Regions from separate parts of the Sus scrofa genome. Here region 1 is linked to region 2. Evidence: chromatin contacts called from public Hi-C data. All regions are on one chromosome and are shown on one strand. The core of a region is the stretch at or near the end of the contact, and the rest is flanking DNA. Distances in the headings are between cores, read along the strand shown. Region 1 overlaps CLEC16A (protein CLEC16A). Region 2 overlaps CLEC16A (protein CLEC16A).

Region 1 (2,700 bases), core at 53-2,552, 120 kb after region 2:
AGTGCCCCCCCCAACAAAGAATTACCCAGTTAGAATTATCTAGATCAAGAGCATGAAATTGGAGAAATCCTGCTCTGGAATTATTCATCACCATCTTAATTTTTTTTTTTTTTTTTTTTTTTTTTGTCTTTTTGCTATTTCTTGGGCCGCTCCCGCGGCATATGGAGGTTCCCAGGCTAGGGGCCCAATCGGAGCTGTAGCCACCGGCCTATGCCAGAGCCACAGCAATATGGGATCCAAGCCGTGTCTGCAACCTACACCACAGCTCACGGCAACGCCAGATCCTCAACCCACTGAGCAAGGGCAGGGACCGAACCCGCAACCTCATGGTTCCTAGTCGGATTCGTTAACCACTGCACCATGACGGGAACTCCTTTTCTTTTTCTTTTTTTTTTTTGTGATCTTTTTTTTAAATCAGATTTATTGAGATACTTTACATACCAAAACTGCACCCTAAGTATACAATTCAATGCTTTTAGTGTATTCACAGAAGTGTCCACCATCACAGCCAATTTTAGAACATTTTTATCCCCTCCCCTCAAAAAAAAGCCCTACAGTCACAGGTAGTCACCTTCCATTTCCCCCGCCCCAAGCCCTAGGAAAACACTCATCTGCTGCTTCTATGAATTTGCCTATTCTGGGCATTTCATACAAATGCCATCAGACAATATGTGGAACCTTCCAGAGTGTGGAAGTCCATATTCCACCTACATGTAAGGGTTAGTTTTGTTCGTGTGTGTGTGTGTGTGTGTGTGTGTGAGTGTGTGTGAGTGTGTGTGTTTTTCATGAATGACAAAGGCATTTTCCCCCAGGCACCCTGTCACCTAATAGGCCCCCCGGGGGGTCACTTACTCCTCATCTGTCTGCACACAGTTATCGAGTTCGATCACGTGGCTCCCAATGAACCAGACCAGATTGGAAAAGTAAGGGACAGCGGTCTTGTCTCTGATATAGTGCAGCATGGCCTGGTTATCCACTGAGAAAAGGCACAAAAGAAGAAAGACAAGAAAGTCAAGCTACTAAAAATAACTTGGGGGAGATTAAAAAAACAACAACAAAACAAAACCACAATGAAAAAAGCCCTCGACTATAATCTGACTCTTTCTGTCTTTCCTGGAAGTACTTAAAAATGGTTACCTTATTCAGAAAACTATACTCAGCAAGGCAGTTTCATGCTATTTTTATAACTGATAACATTAATTGGGCTAAACGTTAACAGTGCAGTAGATAGCCCACTTAGCAGCAGTACATTTAAATAGTCTGCAATGGAAACCACTCCATTCTTAAGCAAGCTTCCTGTATTTTCATGTAAGGACACGTTAAGAAAGCGGAAAACCAGAAGTTATTAACTTACATGACACTGGAATAAGGAACACGGGAATCGTCATTGAAGGAAAGGCAAAAAACAGACAACAGTTAACAGGGTTAGGAGCTGGGAGGGGAGGCAGCTGCTCAGGGGCAGAGGGCTGGGGCAGGAGAGACGCGGCTTAGAGGACAGAGAGCAGGCGGCTACGGTGGTGGCGGCAGTGTCGGGACTGGGGCTCAGACCAGGTCGCAAACACAGAAGCCGTGGGCTGGCCAGGGACTCGGTGAGACACTGGCAGGCCAGGCGGGTACAGTGGGGAGCACGGGCCTCCACCCCAAAGGTAGCAGCTGCTTCTGGCGCCAGCTCAGCACTGCCCTGCGGCCCTGGAGAGCCACATCTACACCTTCAAGGCAGTCATCTGAGACCTCCCAAGTTTTAAATACTGACAACTCTATCTTTTATCAAAAAATATCTAAGCCGCATAAAACCTGTCTGAGAGCTGGGTTCGGCCCTCAGGCCCTGAGTTTGCGACCCCTCGAGGCTCTTAGAAAGGCTCTCCAATTTAAGGCAATCCCAATCCCAGAACTAGGCTGGAGTGAGTTCCCGAGGAGGAGTTCCCGCCCCCTCCCAATTAGGGGGCGTCTCAAGTAATCACCTCGTTAACCCTCAAAAGTCAAAGCATCTGGTCCCTGAGAAAATGGGGTCCCAGCTCCAATGTGGTGACTACATGGGAAAGAACCCCCGTGCTGGGCAGAAAGGCCGTCGCCTTGGAGGGCAATTCCAGCCAGCCTTTGCGCTGGGGCGGGCAGGAGGCCCCGGAAGGGCTTTCTCCTGGAGGCAATGATTCCATTCAGGCACTAAGTGTTTCTTGGAAGAAAGGAGGAATTTGTTGTTGGGTTTTGCAGCCGGTTGAGAATACAAGACTGCCCCCTGCTGTTTGGGATGTGAAATGCTTTCACACATTATTTAAAGATCACACAGCCCCTGGCTGTACTGAAGTATATTTTAGAGGCTGAGGGGCAAATATTTCAATCTCACAATTCAAAGACAGCTTTGCTTTCTCTAATTATCCTGTGGATGCTCTTAGGGTACTATGACTTGTACGTATCAGCATGGAGACTTTCACGCACAGAACTAAGTGTGCGCAGAGAAGGCAGTATTCGTGCAAATGGGGTAGCTGAACGTTCGGCCAGGAGAACTTTTTGTAAGGCATGCAACCTCTGCTATAATAAGCGAGCTTCCTGTTACCCCGAGAGAACAGTTGGTAGGGACCCACGAGAGCAAGCACTGCTGTCAAGTTAGGAAGCCGAGGCACGCACGCACACGGAAACTTACCTTTGTAGACATTTAAAGTTATGGTTCTTACAGCAATTCTAACCATGCTTTCAGGGTGA
Region 2 (2,700 bases), core at 114-2,613:
CCTGCAGAGACGCTCTGGAGAGCATCAGGGCTTCGACCTGGGTCTTTCGATGCCACACACGTGATCTCTAACCCAGCACAAACCTCCCCCACACTTGGTTCACGGAGAGAGCTGTAAAATGAAAATACAGGTACTACTTTTATCAAAAAAAAAAAAAAAATTCATGTATAAGTGGACCCATGAAGTTCAAGGGTTTGGTACCTCATGATGGGGGCTGTAAGGGCGTTCTTTGTACGATCCCATCGTCTTGGTTGTGTGCTTGAAATGCGTCAAGAGAAAATGCTGGGGGGAAAACGGACCTCCTGGGGTTGTTGTGAAAGGCACACGAGTACACGGCAGTGTGCGTGACGCGCCCGGGGCTGTGAGAACCCATGTGGCCCCTGCGTGTGAACAACAGGAATTTCACAGGAAGAGTCCAGGTGTGAGGGGCAGCGCCGCCTCACCCTGGAGAATCTCAGCGTCACCCAGTGGATTCCAGGGCCACCGAGGGCACCACGTCAATGCTCTTTGTTGCCCTGGGTGAATAAGTCTGTCATTTGTTGACTGAGCCATTTCTCAAGCAGTTACCATGGGTGGGTCGGAGGCTTGGTGACTGTGAAACGACCCAGGAGCAAGGACTGGCTGGAGGCAGGGCTCTGGTGCCATTTTTCAGACAAGGAGCTGGAGGCTGGGGCAGCCAGGTGCCCGGACCCTGGTGCCCACAGGCTGGGGACAGGGTGGGCCTGGGCTCAATCAAGTCCACCTGCCTCCCCCCGGGGACGGGTTTTCCACAGCTACTTCCCTTCTCTTGCTTGGAATGCACATCATGTGTAGAAAAATAAGGTGACTGATTTTCCCAAAGCGGCCAAGAAAGCCCATGCCATGTCTTCATCTCTCCCCCTTGGGAAATTTCCAGAGACTCTCTTCTTGGGAGGACAAAGAGTGAGGAACTGACTTTTCTCGTTCCCGCAGGCCGGGATGCGCAGCAGCTCCCCCTGACCGCTCGGGGCGGCAGAGCCGTGGGCCACTTGCGAATGCTTCACTCCTGGCCCCTGCTTTGCACTCAGCCAAGTTCACCGACAGGCAACTGGGTGAAAACGTAATTACCAGAAACAGAATCCAAGTGAGTGGCAATTCCAAGTAGAGCGTGGCACGTCCCCTTATCAAGTGACACACAGCCTGCCGCCAGAGGCTTGTCGATCTGATCTTGACGACGCCCTGGCGACCACGCTTATCTCCACACTCACTCTCCCGAAGGCCGCATTTGCATAGGACATTGCATAATTTCCTCTCAGAAGATGGCCCCGTTGAGCATGAGTACATAACGTTACCTAACTCTGAGGCGGCCGAATGGAATACTCGAGATTTCCGAGAAGAGATTTGAATACCTCAGCTCTGCGCTGTGCCCTGCAAGGTACACGGACGCGGAATCAATGTGGGGCCGGGCTCCCTCCTTTCTGCTCCTCAGAGGCCCAGCCTCCGCCGCCGCCGAGGGTGTGCTGGGCGTCAGGACCCCCTCCAAGCCCCCCGAGATGTCTCTGCTGGAGGCGGAGGCGGGGCGGGGGCGGTGGGGGGCGGGTGTCCCACCCCGGGACCTGGAATCGAGGCGCTGCTTTGCCCTCCTCCTTTCATTCTTCCACCAGTCTCTCTGCCCAGCATTGCCTGGTGACTGCCAGGTGCCAGGCACTTGGCTACAGGGATAAAGGAGGTCTCCACTCTGGGTGACCTTTATTTTTTTAAAATGATTTTTATTTTTTCCATTAGAGCTGGTTTACAGGGGTCTGTCCATTTTCTACGGTACGAGAAAGTGACCCAGTCACACATATATACACACGTTCTTGGTCTCACGCTATCCTCCATCAGGCTCCATCACAAGTGACTAGATGTAGTTCCCAGGGCTACACAGCAGGAGCTCATGGCTTATCTATTCCAGAGGCAATAGTCTGCATCTATTAACCCCAGACTCCCAGTCTACCTCACTCCCTCCCCCCCAATGGCAACCACAAGTCTGTTCTCCAAGTCCATGAGTTTCTTTTCTGTGGAAAGGTTCATTTGCAACATACATCGGATTCCTGAAACAAGTGATAGCATATGGTATTTGTCTTTCTCTTTCTGACTTACTTGACTTAGTATGAGAGTCTCTAATTCCATCCACGTTGCTGCAAACGGTATTATTTGGTTCTTTTTTATGGCTGAGTAGTATTCCATGGATGACCTTTCTGAGCCTCAGTTTCCTCAACTGAAAAATGGATACACTGCTGACTTGATAGGGGTTCTGTGAGGAGCAGATGAGATGGGATACAGAACCAGCCTACGATTTTTCCCTACACGGGGCACGTGGGCACAGCTCCTTGCTCCCTCTGGAGAGAAGGTTCTTGAAGACAGGGCCACATCTTCTCTTTCCCTCAGATTTCCTCTTTATGATACCTCATCAGAAAAGTACACAGGGGCGCTCTAGAGAGCGGACCCTGGCCGGGGGATCCTCCCTCGTGAGGTGGGGGTGGGGAGTGCGGTGGGGGGTGGTCCTCCTGGGAGAGAAGCTCACCGGCACTTACATCCTCGGCCCCGCCAGCGGAGGCATGTGTGCGGATCTGTGCCGCCGCAGCCGCTGGCTGGACTTCAGGGAGCTCTTCTGAAGAGGCTGACCTTCAAGGCGCTGCCGGGGCGGGGAATGTTCTGGGTGGCTAAGGTCCGGCCAGGACCCGCTCTCAAGACAGGCTG

The links. Hi-C and Micro-C count contacts between places; a contact is called where the count stands out from the background.
Region 1: a contact with region 2 is called in a Hi-C map of alveolar macrophages, with 2.6 times the contacts expected there. The contact joins two enhancer-like sites. A contact is called at or near these places in 4 of 47 Hi-C or Micro-C datasets (alveolar macrophages, blood, fetal skeletal muscle and 1 more) and 2 of 2 datasets of contacts at active chromatin or transcription factors (alveolar macrophages and skeletal muscle).

Annotation. Positions count from the first base shown.
Region 1 is chr3:32,124,364-32,127,063 of Sscrofa11.1, forward strand. It overlaps CLEC16A (protein CLEC16A), which reads right to left. Exons shown (of 25, transcript XM_021086617.1): 5 at 2,642-2,700; 6 at 1,355-1,360; 7 at 853-976. Among named protein-coding and RNA genes, the nearest start is that of CLEC16A, 33 kb to the right of the region's middle. Within about 2 kb of position 1,303, at least 19 of the 83 cell types and tissues checked have an H3K27ac peak or open chromatin away from gene starts, as enhancers often do. A contact at or near this core is called in alveolar macrophages, where this site is marked.
Region 2 is chr3:32,005,993-32,008,692 of Sscrofa11.1, forward strand. All of the region lies in intron 20 of CLEC16A (protein CLEC16A), which reads right to left. Among named protein-coding and RNA genes, the nearest start is that of SOCS1, 130 kb to the left of the region's middle. Within about 2 kb of position 1,364, at least 10 of the 83 cell types and tissues checked have an H3K27ac peak or open chromatin away from gene starts, as enhancers often do. A contact at or near this core is called in alveolar macrophages, where this site is marked.